2 separate regions of the Sus scrofa genome follow, and region 2 is linked to region 1. Evidence: chromatin contacts called from public HiChIP or PLAC-seq data. All regions are on one chromosome and are shown on one strand. Each heading gives the region's core, a stretch centred on a gene start, on an enhancer-like site or on the middle of the called end of the contact. The rest is flanking DNA. Distances are from core to core; before and after follow the strand shown.

What was found. HiChIP or PLAC-seq counts read pairs in DNA pulled down with a chosen protein or histone mark.
Region 2: an H3K27ac HiChIP or PLAC-seq map of skeletal muscle shows a contact between it and region 1, with 7 times the contacts expected there. The contact joins two enhancer-like sites. A contact is called at or near these places in 1 of 47 Hi-C or Micro-C datasets (epiblast stem cells) and 1 of 2 datasets of contacts at active chromatin or transcription factors (skeletal muscle).

Annotation. Positions count from the first base shown.
Region 1 is chr13:101,249,538-101,255,077 of Sscrofa11.1, forward strand. No RefSeq gene overlaps it. Among named protein-coding and RNA genes, the nearest start is that of OTOL1, 110 kb to the left of the region's middle. Within about 2 kb of position 3,109, at least 9 of the 83 cell types and tissues checked have an H3K27ac peak or open chromatin away from gene starts, as enhancers often do. A contact at or near this core is called in skeletal muscle, where this site is marked.
Region 2 is chr13:101,972,822-101,978,361 of Sscrofa11.1, forward strand. No RefSeq gene overlaps it. Among named protein-coding and RNA genes, the nearest start is that of OTOL1, 840 kb to the left of the region's middle. Within about 2 kb of position 2,025, at least 5 of the 83 cell types and tissues checked have an H3K27ac peak or open chromatin away from gene starts, as enhancers often do. A contact at or near this core is called in skeletal muscle, where this site is marked.

The sequences.
Region 1 (5,540 bases), core at 1,859-4,358:
AGATGTTAAGTCAGATGTGAAATCCATGGAGGACAACTCAAATCAGAAAGTAATGCATTCCATTAGGTGCTTTCTCAGCTTTTCTCTACCCTTTCAATCATGCCCTCTGGTCCTCCCCCATTTGTCATAAAGAAATGGGCTCAAGAAATAAAAGGACAAGCACTAAATAACAGTCTTTGTAGAATAAAACAAATGTGTAAATCTCTTTGCTGGTACTTATTCTAATGAAGAAGATTAAATTCATCTTAAGTATTCACCTGTATAAAAGAGGAGAGCTTTTAAGATGTGAAGGAGCACAGACGCTGTAGTAAGAAAAGGTGGCTAGTTCTGCCAACTACGAAATTTAAGTCTCCGCAGATGTCATTCAGAGCCACCGTACTTATATCAGAGACAGTGGTTCGTAGGATGCCTGGACGGTGGGGGTGGCACTGTCTGACCTTTGTTCTTCATATCCCTCAGGAGAGCAGACAACACCTCTATTTTCAATGTTTCTTCTGAATGATTTCCTGCCTGGTGGATTGACAGGTACTCTGATTATCTGCCTAAGGAAAATGAAGGGATAAACAGCCGAGAGATGAAGATTGACTTGAAAGGAGGACAGCAAGGAGTGTATGTCACACTTGGATAAAGAAGAGTATAAAAAGGGGACTTGCAGAGAAATGTCAGATTTTTAGCACCTAAATAGACTTGAGAGAAAAACACAGCATTTTGCCAAACTGGTTTTTACTTGAATAGTAATGATTTCAGATTGTCACTATTGTAGCTTAGAGATTTATTTGAGAAAGACAAATGCTTGTCTCTTTTATCATGTAGAACAAGGTTCCATAATGGAGATCTTGAGATATTTCATTCAGTTATCTGGGGTGGAGGCTGGGAACAATTATTTTAGAACCTTCTCCTTTTAGGTGGATCTGATGGCAGGCAGGGTGGGGAATTATACTGGTAGAGGTGGGTGGCATGTTCTGGAAATGATTTCTTTGCTGCATTTGATTTTCTCCTGCTATAAATTGACTTATCCCACCCATGTTCTCACTCTTAACTCAACTTTGAATGGTCTTTAGGGCAGATGCTATGCAGCTGAATATCATTACTTAGAAATGGATTTTCTCCCAAGCGGATAGTTAACTGATGAGGGGTAAACTTAAAGACAAGGAAGATGAGGTTAGAAAGAGATTATTACTTAACCTTCTGGTTCCAACAGGTACTTATCATGGTATAAGACTGACTTGTGCTTTCCTTGAACAGAACAATATTGGGGCATATTTTCTAATGTTATGTTAGGGTTTTTGAAAAGAAAAGCAGACAAGAATTGTGGAAAGAAATTATACTATGGCCATGGTAACCAAAAAGAACAGCCAAAGCAAGTGGTCCAAGACTATGTAAAATCAATGTTTATCTGCTCTGTTTTCATCCCACAGAGTTCAGTGATCTAGTGGGTTGCAGGAGAATTTTTTGTCAAAACCAGTTTTACAATGGAGTGATGAAGCCTTTGGAAACATCCTTGTGTTATCTCCTCACTGAATTAGAAAACAGAGCCATGAGCAAAGGCTATTTTTATGAACTTCCAGCCATGTGATCTCTGGTTTGCCCACATATATTGAGACTGAGGCGTGGTAGGGTAGGGGAATTCCCCTGTGTCTAAGACAAATGAGGTCGTTAGTCCTTTATCTCTTTATTCTTGGCCATGACTTACACTGCTTTAGTCCCCAGGCTCACATTGCAACTGAGGGAGGGCATAATTCTTGTCTTTAGGAGGGTGCACAATTTTTTCATGTGTTTTTGAATGTGAATTTGCATTCTCCCAGCTTCACTTATTTTTTATTTTTTATTTTTTTTGAGAACAAAATAACCCGAGTCCCTGATGACTGAATATGAAAAATGCTCTGGGTAGGCTTTGCTTCCAAATCTGCTCCCCAGGCTGTGTTTGTATCTATCCTAGTCCTATGCACATGTCTCCTCTTCACGGGGCCAGGAAAATGCCATGGACAAAGCACAGTGGAAACAGGAGTTCCCAGAGCTTGATCTCTGGCCCCAGTGAACACATTCAGCCCCTCCCTAGCCCAGCTCACATTCACAGCCTGCCCAAATTCATTTATATACTTTTTTTCATTGCAATTTTCTTCTTTCCACATCCCTTTTGCAGGCAGCGGGGTATTCTTGTCATCTTTCACCATGGGGAGGATTTGGAATAGCCAGTAATGTAAATGCTAAGCACCAAACCTCAGAAGAACTTGGTGTCCTATTCGGCAGTTTGTTATTTTCAGCTGCACTAGTCAGAAGGGAAGGATTTTTAAAGATCTGAATAGCTACTATTGTCTTTTGTGCTGGAAACAATGCTGATAAACTTGCTAGCTCATGGCTATATCTGGGTGTCTGTGGGGAGTGATGGGCACACCCCACCTAGCACAGGGGCCCCCATAGAGCAGCTGTTCTGCACAGAGCTTGGCCACTTCTGCCTTCTGCCTCATATGGGTGACACAGCTGGCCAGCTGCCTTGGCTCAGAAAGAGCTTCTCTCAGCTGCCCTGAACGATGCTCCTCGGTTATTCTACCCAGTGTTGCTGAGGTTGTGGCTCAGGGCTCCTTGGAGCTTGCCTTCTGGCCTCCTGCACTGCTCCACTCAACAGCCTGCCTCACTCACTTCCGCCTCCTGCTGGCCCCATTCTCACTGGTTAGATCCAGGAGGGCTGAATGGCAGTGGAACAGTGTATCTAGCCTGGCTTCATTCCAGAAAGGAGGATTTTCTGAGGGGGGACAACACCACTTCAGTGTTGCACATTCTCCCTAACCTTCCAGATGCTGGCTTGACTGTACGTGGGGAAGCTACAATGATAGTGACTTTATCCCAGCCTCTTAAGAGGCCATCACCACACTCAGAGTATGGGGCCCTGATGGCCTTTCAACAGGGAGCAAAGAATGAATGATCCAGACATCTGCATGAGGCTCCTTCAGGTACTGAATGCTTAGGACAAAGCCCCAGATTTTCACAATGCCACAGTTTCCCCCTTCACCCTACTTCCTGCTCTTAGAAAAGGGAAAGCTGAGTACAGTAGTAGCTTTGCTTGTTGGCCAGATCCTTGGCAGAGATCTGAGCTGATAGGAGCCTGGACCAGGTGTGGCTATGTGTGTGTGTGTGGCTTCAGGACTAGCTAGGTGGATTTATGGTGTGGCTGCATGCAGCCCAGGTTCTTGTTGTGGCTCCAGACACCACAGGCACGTGCCATTAGCAAGACCTCTGTTTCCTGCTGTTGATTCCAAGCACACTGCTTTCTGGAGTGTGGCCAAGGTCCACTTTGGTGGGCCAGGCTATGCCAGAGTTGTTGTAATAGCCAGCTCATGACTGATTTATTAGGAAGTCCCTTCAATGTGCAATGGTGGAAAATCACCTCAGTGTCCTTAAGACAACCAGGCAGCCTGCTGCGTGGGCTGTACTCCTCGAGTGAACACAAGATTGTCAGCAGATTCTTTCCTGAGCTGTCACCACTGAAAATTTATGCTGCACATTAGATTCCCCCTTGCTTAGAATGCTGATGATGGATGCAGGCTCTTGATTTCTCCTCATTTTGCAGATGAGTTGGTTTGAAGACTGGAATGAAAACAGGATTGGCTTATCAGATAGCAGCAGTGAATGTGGCATGAAGCCTAGAACCTGGATCTCATTTTCTTCTTTTCCTTTCTTCTTCCATTTGGATTTTCAAGTTGTTCTTTGCATGGTTCACCCTGATCAAATTGGTCTCAAAAACTTTTTTTTTTTTTTTTTTTTTTTTGCTAGAAGCATGTAGTTTCTCAATGTGAGAGGTGACCTAAAAATTAGCTATGCCTACGCTGCCCATAAGGACTTTCTGCTGTGATGCACATGTTCTCTGTCTGCTCTGTTCAGTTTAGTATCCACCAGCCCCATGTGGCTATTGAGCATTTGAAATAAGGCTAATATCACTAAGGAACTGAATTTTAAATTTTATTCAACTTTAATTCATCTAAATTTGAATTTAAATAACCATTTGTGACTATTGACTACTGTAGCGACATGTGTAAATTTATAGACCAACCCACCCATTATAGAGATGGGAAAGTGAGACCCAGGGAGGTTACTTGCCCTAGAAGAGCATGTAGTGAATAGCTGACTCAAGCCATCTAGATTAGTCAGTACCTTTTGTTTGACATCTCAGCATAATTATTTTAAACATTTAATACCTTAAAATATAAAATAAATAGGCTACTACTAAAATACCACTATAATTTGTGCCAGGTTAACCCTTTGCATAATTGTCTTGGATTACACCTAGGGGGAAATAGGGCTGGGAAAGCTTGGAGTGTTATTCCACCAAAGGCCCTAGAGTGGAGCTGTTGTATAACTTCTGAGACTTGCAGCCTCCAAAATCAAAAACCCAGACCAATGAAACATCCACCTCGTTCACTCTTCCTATTCCTGCCCTGTCCACCCCTAACCGCTTATTCTTTTATGTTCAGATCTTTGAATATTTTACTTCCCAGTATAAAGAGAAATAAAATACTCTCTGTGAGCCTACAAAAATAGAATTCCATATGTAGGAGAGCCAAGTCTGAAGTTTGGTTCTTTTTTAAAAAATGCATTGAGAATACTATGTGGACTAACTCCTATAGGAAGTTCAAATACATATTTATCTATTTTTTCAACAGATAAGGTTAAGGTGGTATAAAGTCATAACTCACCACTACTCTGAGGTCATGTTCTTTGAGGACAGTTTTTTTTCTTTTCTTTTTATGGTGGCACTCGAGGCATATGGAAATTCCTAGCTATGGGTCAAATCGGTGCCATAGCCACTGGCCTATGCCACAGCCACAGCCAAAACAGATCTGAGCCGAATCTATGTTCTACCTACACCTCAACTTGCGGCAATGATAGATCCTTAACTCTCTGAGCAGTCCAGGGATGGGACCCACATCCTCAGGACACTATGTCGGGTTCTTAACCCACTGAGCCACAATGGGAACTTTTGAGGACACATTTTAAAATGACATCTCAGAACACTTAAACGTGTCTTGGTCAGAATATCATTTCTGGGAAAGGTGGGACAGCACGTATTTGCAGACTGTGGCAGGATAAGCACATTTGGCAGCTAATGTGAAGGTTTCAGTCTAAGTTTTCTAAAGATCTGATTAAAGGGCAGTGTAATAATATTCTGGATAAGCCACCAAGTGCTTGAGCTCTGAGGCCCCCATATTCGGTGCCTCCCATCCTATTAATGTTGTTCTCTCTCCTGAAAAGAACACTTCATGTAGACATCCAATAATGCTGTGTGCCTTGTAATTCCCTTAAAAGTTAATGAACGTGTTAGAATTAATTTTAATAAATGTTGATTAATTGCAGTTTGACTTGTGTTTTGAAGAACAAAGGCATCCCACAGTATTTGGCAGCTTTTCCTTCAGTTACTTTGAAGATGCCCACAGCAGGTGGCAGTGTGGCCCTGCAGATGCCACCAGGCAGACCCAGAGGGAGAATGCCCACCAGATTTCTCAATCCAGGCCCCACCACAAGAGCTGCCCCACAAAAATTATTGT
Region 2 (5,540 bases), core at 775-3,274, 720 kb after region 1:
CCTGTCCTCAGAAGCAACAGATGAACCCAAAGAATATGGAAAAATAAAAAGAAGGATAGTTGGTAGTTATAAAGATACATGATTTTTGTTTACTGAAATATTGAGCTGCCATGAGCCTTGTCATGGCTTTCAAGGACCCCCTGTCAAATAGACAACTTGAGTTGATCTGCCTCTCAGACTATCACCTCATCCACTGCACTGTATATCATCTGCAATGTGTTGAATGTCTGTTGGAGAGACCCCACAGAGCAGTGCCTGTGCCTTGGCGTATAAAACGTCATTTTTTTTCCTCTTAAAAGACTAGTAGACTGTGGCTCCTGCACATTTGAGATGATGCTCTTCATGTCTACTCTCAAACTCTCACTGCTCAAATGGGAGAGAAAGAAACAAAGATTGTGCAAATGTGGAAGGGGAAGTGGAGCAAGGGAAAGGGTATATCTTGTATGAAAGGAGGGTCTTACCAGTGCTGCCTCAGGGGTCTTGAATATCACTAATATGAGCCCTCTCACCACTGTGTCCCCTGTATACAGTGGACTGTGTGAAAGAAAACAGACAAACCCAATGGAAAGCCATTTTATAACAGAACAAAACCATATTGGGAGGCCCTGGCACAGCTGATGTCACTTAACTCAAAAGTACATAGTCTGAGATATTTAGCAGAAGAACCTAACATAGCATTTCATTTAATTGTTAGAAGGAACCTGAACAAAACCACCGTGAGCATTTATATTCTATAAGTTAAACTATACACAAGTCATCTAAACATAACCTGTATATTGAAATGCTGCAATGCTTTTAATTGAAGTAATATTTTTTATTAAAAAAAAGAGCATATCATTTTTTGTTAATTTGTCAGAGTTGTTGAAAGTTGGGTTGACAGTGTGGTTTCAATGGATTTAGCCAACTCTGATTAGCTTTTTAACTTTGGTAAGCTCTTAGGTTTTATCATTATGTGTCTTTGCAATTGTGAGGACTGAATAAGATTTTTTTTAATACTCCTTTGAATGGTAGACATATAATAAATGCTCAATAAAAGAATTAATTATAAAACTGAAACTACCTGATAAAGCTTTAAACAAAAGGATAAAATTAGATACCATATCATTACTATATTTCACAGAAATTAATACTAGCAATAGCTTATATGACTGTTATCATGAATTCCTACAACTTCCAGTATGAAGAGAAGAATTAGGCAGATTAGAAATTCATCAAAAACTTTATTTCTTGGTGCAGAAAAAGTGTTAAGAATAATTTCAAGAATATATTTGTTTCTCTTTCTGGTGGTTCCTTTTATGGTCCTAGAAGGGCTGTGTTATAAACAAAAAGAATGCTATTTCAAAGAGTTTAACTGTCATTTGGATAAGAAAAAGGAAGACTAAGACAGTATATTTTTAAATGGAAGAGTCTTAAACATGTTCATCCTTTCCGAGACCTTTTTTCAAGAGGAACAGCAATTATCTAATTGATCCTTTGTGTGTATTTTAGGTTATATTTGGACACCAGTCTGTCTTACCTGACACTATCAGATCACTGACCCTGGAATCAGCTCTCCTAGATTTCTGCTTGATTTCACATTCTCTGTAAACTAGTGTCTCTATTTTAGTAACTGTTTTTCTTTCATCATTGTTGAGATTACAAGAGAGATATGTTCCAGATGATGGGCTGTGGTTTATGGTATAATTACATAGTTTATATTACTTACTACATTTTAAAATATGATTAAGATTCTTTATTTAAAAATGTTTTTCACTTATACATTATTAATTTAAAGTCTTATAATACCCAGTGAATGGCAATCCTGTGTGTTGTTAACATCGTGCAATTGTCAGAATGACGAGTACTATAAAACCCCTTTCCAGTCCCATGAGACAGCTTTTGAAAGCTGTCAGGCTAAATACAGGAAACCATTTTGTTTACTGTGCAGAACTCCTGCAATCGCTGACTGTGCACTGGCAGCATAGTATGTGCTGGCATTGGCCTTCCCTCCTGGGAACGATGTTTTGAGCCTTGCTGCCATTTGAATTCTTGAAATAGAATGGATCAGTTCCAAATAGCATGATTGGTACAGGCAGTACAAGTTTATTTAGAGAGTCTAGGGTTGCCCTTGGTCCTGAAAGAACTAAAGAACTAGTACATCAGTCTTAAACAATCTTTATTTTTGCGTGAGAAATGAAGTCTATAGCATCTGTTTAGGCTGATAGTAAGGTAATAACAAGAGGCAGAATGCAGCAGTATGCGTGAATAATGCATGATTTAAACTTCCCAAAATAAAGCTTAACATGACGTTAACAAAATGAGATGAAGACATATATGTATTTTTATTAACGTGTTCAGGTTTAAGTGGCTTAATACTAAGAGCATTGCATGCTTTTGATATATCCCTATTAAATGAAAATGAGCATGTGTCTTGCTAATGTTAAAAATGGTCTCTATTGAGATGCTTTCTTTTGGCACAAGATGGCACTTTAACTTCAGAGATCCAATGTAATCTCAATGAGCTTTCTCACTGCAAATGGAAAACATTCAGTGGCTCACTCTCTGAAAGCAGAAACCAAAGCTAGAAACAGGCAAAGAAAACAGAGAAGAGTTTTCCAATATAGGAGGTGTTTGTGTTATGATGCAAGTGAGTGTGTGCTGCAGGGCATGTGTTTGGGGCAGGGCAATTGGTGCAATAATCATTTGTTTAATGAGTTTGAATATTGAAAGATAAGTTAACATTTTAATATGAACAAAAGGCACTTCTAGATTTTATTTTTAATTTTAAAACCCATATGTTCCCTCATCAATATAATTTTCTTGAAACATGTTTTATTGAGAATCAGAAAATCCAATTATCATGTTTCCCAATCCGTTATTTGCAGTCTTATTGCTGCTACTACTGCTACAGTGTGCATGTTTTCTTTTCACAAAGAGTGACAGTTCTGGTTCCTAGCTGATTCCTCTGGGACTTGACTGTTCTCATTTACATGCATGTAAAGTTTCTGTATCAATGCACCCTATTACCAGATATCTTCATTGTCTAGTGCTACTTAGGCATCCTCTTGGGAAGCAGCATAGAGTGGTGCTGAATTTAAGATGCATGAGCTTGTCAGAGTCACTCTCGCCCTTCTTGCTTTCATAGCTAGCTGAAAGCATTCCTTGCTCATGGCATTCCCTGCTCATCTTTTCATGGAATGATTTCAGACATGGTACTTAAAATTTTGGGGACAAATTTGTCCTATTCTTAAATTCAAAAGTACCTATTATAAATAGTCAATTATGTGAAAGGAGAGTAATTGGCATTTTTATAAAATTTATTCATATTTTGCTTCATTGTTTTTAGGAAACATACACACAAAAGTGAAGTAATGTCACAGATTAGAATTTTTGAAGGGTTTGTAACAATTCTCATAAAAACAACACCATCGTCTATTGCTATAGTACATAAAGGTCTGCTGATATAAATTTTTCCCTTCACATCTTAAGCCATTAGTCCTTAATCACATCAGCTGAATTCACTCTTGCAAATTTAAGCAGAGAGTGGTTTATGTCATGATGTTTGATAACACATGGACCCTGAAATGGCTAGAGAAACCAAGCTGGGATGTTACACTTAGGACAAAGTCATCAGTAACAATGCCCACCACATCCCAGGATCATCAACAGCTGCTGTTGAGAGCCAATCACTCTGTGAGCATTTGGAGCTACTCCAGAATCAGCAGTACCTTTCTATGCTGTGTGCCAGAAGATGATTCTCCTACACAGCTACTACCTCATATTGTTCCTCCCACATCCATATTTCAAGAAGTCAGCTGGCATAGGTACATGACTGTAACCTGGCCACAAAGGAATCTGGGAGATATACCGTTTTATTTGTGTGTGTGTTGGGGGGGGGTTGTTTGCTTTGTTTTGTTTTCTCCCCTGTATAAAACTGTGTACACAATATGAGAACTGTATACAATATATCAAGATGATCTAAAAAGTTTGGGACAGTTATGAATTCTAGGTGGTTAAAAAGAGTTTTGTTGTGTTTCGTTACCATCCCCCTCCCCCTCCCCTTCCCCCCCAAAGCGTTTATTATTCTGTTGTTTCAGATGAAAGTAATTGGAATTCAGAAATTTTGAGTTTCAATTCTTATAAAAAAAACCAGATCAACCCTGTAATTGTAATATACTCAAAATTATAATATTTAATATTTTAATTGTATGCATTGTTAAGATCTCTTGGGAAATCTCAGCACTAACTGAGCTTATTTCTATGTATTAGAAATCTTCATTTTTAAAATGTGAAAACTCAGTTTCCTTTTAGTAGAAATGTGCTCATTATGTATCCCTAAGGCTAGGAAAATTTCTGGCATGGAGGCAAAATCAGCTGGCTCTAGCACCAGCAAAAAAATAATTAAAAAAAAAAACAAACTTCTTGCCAAAATGCTGGCTCTAGTGTTTCAGAAGGAAGTTTCATTTTAGGAAAATAATTATTTGATAGTAGATCTTGTATAGAACAAAACTGCAGTAGCCTAAAGTATGACACATTTATAATTCAAATACTTTCCATTGTTACTTATGAATTTTGGTTGATTTTATCCAAATCTCAAGTTATTGTCATCTTCTTTCATGATTTCTTTTGTATCCCTTTATGGGTATACTCACTTTTGTCTTCTCCTCCTTCCTGGGCTTTCTCTGTGAGGTCAATGTATTTTCAATTGCATTATTTTATTCTCCCAGAGGTGGTTTTTATGACTAGTATGAAGAAAAGCCTGGGAGTTACTTCTTGAATATGATCAGTCATCATGTCTTCGTTGAATTATGTAACTCTATGGAGTACATGGCACTATCTTTGTAGACACCTCTACCTCTGCTTATTCTTTAAATGCCAAATTTTTATCATTGGCAGGATCTAATGCAACAAATTTATACAGAAAGGAAATGCTCTGATTCATGAAGCTGAGGAGGATGTGGGAGTAGCTTAGAATAAAAAAAAAAAGAGCCTCAAGAACGGAACAAAGGTCTCACTGCTATCCAAAATCTCCTTTCCAAAAGAGAATTAACTCAAATGGAGACAGATCCACTTGAGTTAATTTTGTAGTTTCTATTCACATGACAGAGAAAGTGACAATTGGCAATTCCAGCTTCATATTATTCAAGTAATTTGTTCTAGGGGAAAAAGAGTGTCTTACACTTCTGGAAGGCAGATTCCCAACTCAGATTACAGTGTAATTGAACATATTTGGGTTCCATGCCAATGGACTGGTAACAATTACCAGCAGTTTGGAGTGCTAGATTTTTCTGGGTCTGTATCAGATGAACATCCTTGTAGTCTGGGAAAATAAATACTAACAATCCCATTAGGACCACAAAAATGGAAGCAGTCTTCCCAAAAGATAGGGCTACTCTTTAGAACACAAATGTAATGAGGACACCACAAAAAGTTCCCCAGTGTTCTACCCAATATCCTCTTATTCTGTAGACTCTGATGAGACTCCTCATACAGTAAGTACATGCATCAAAGTCTCTAGAGAACAAGTTTCACCAATCTTGGATGACAAAAAATATGATAAA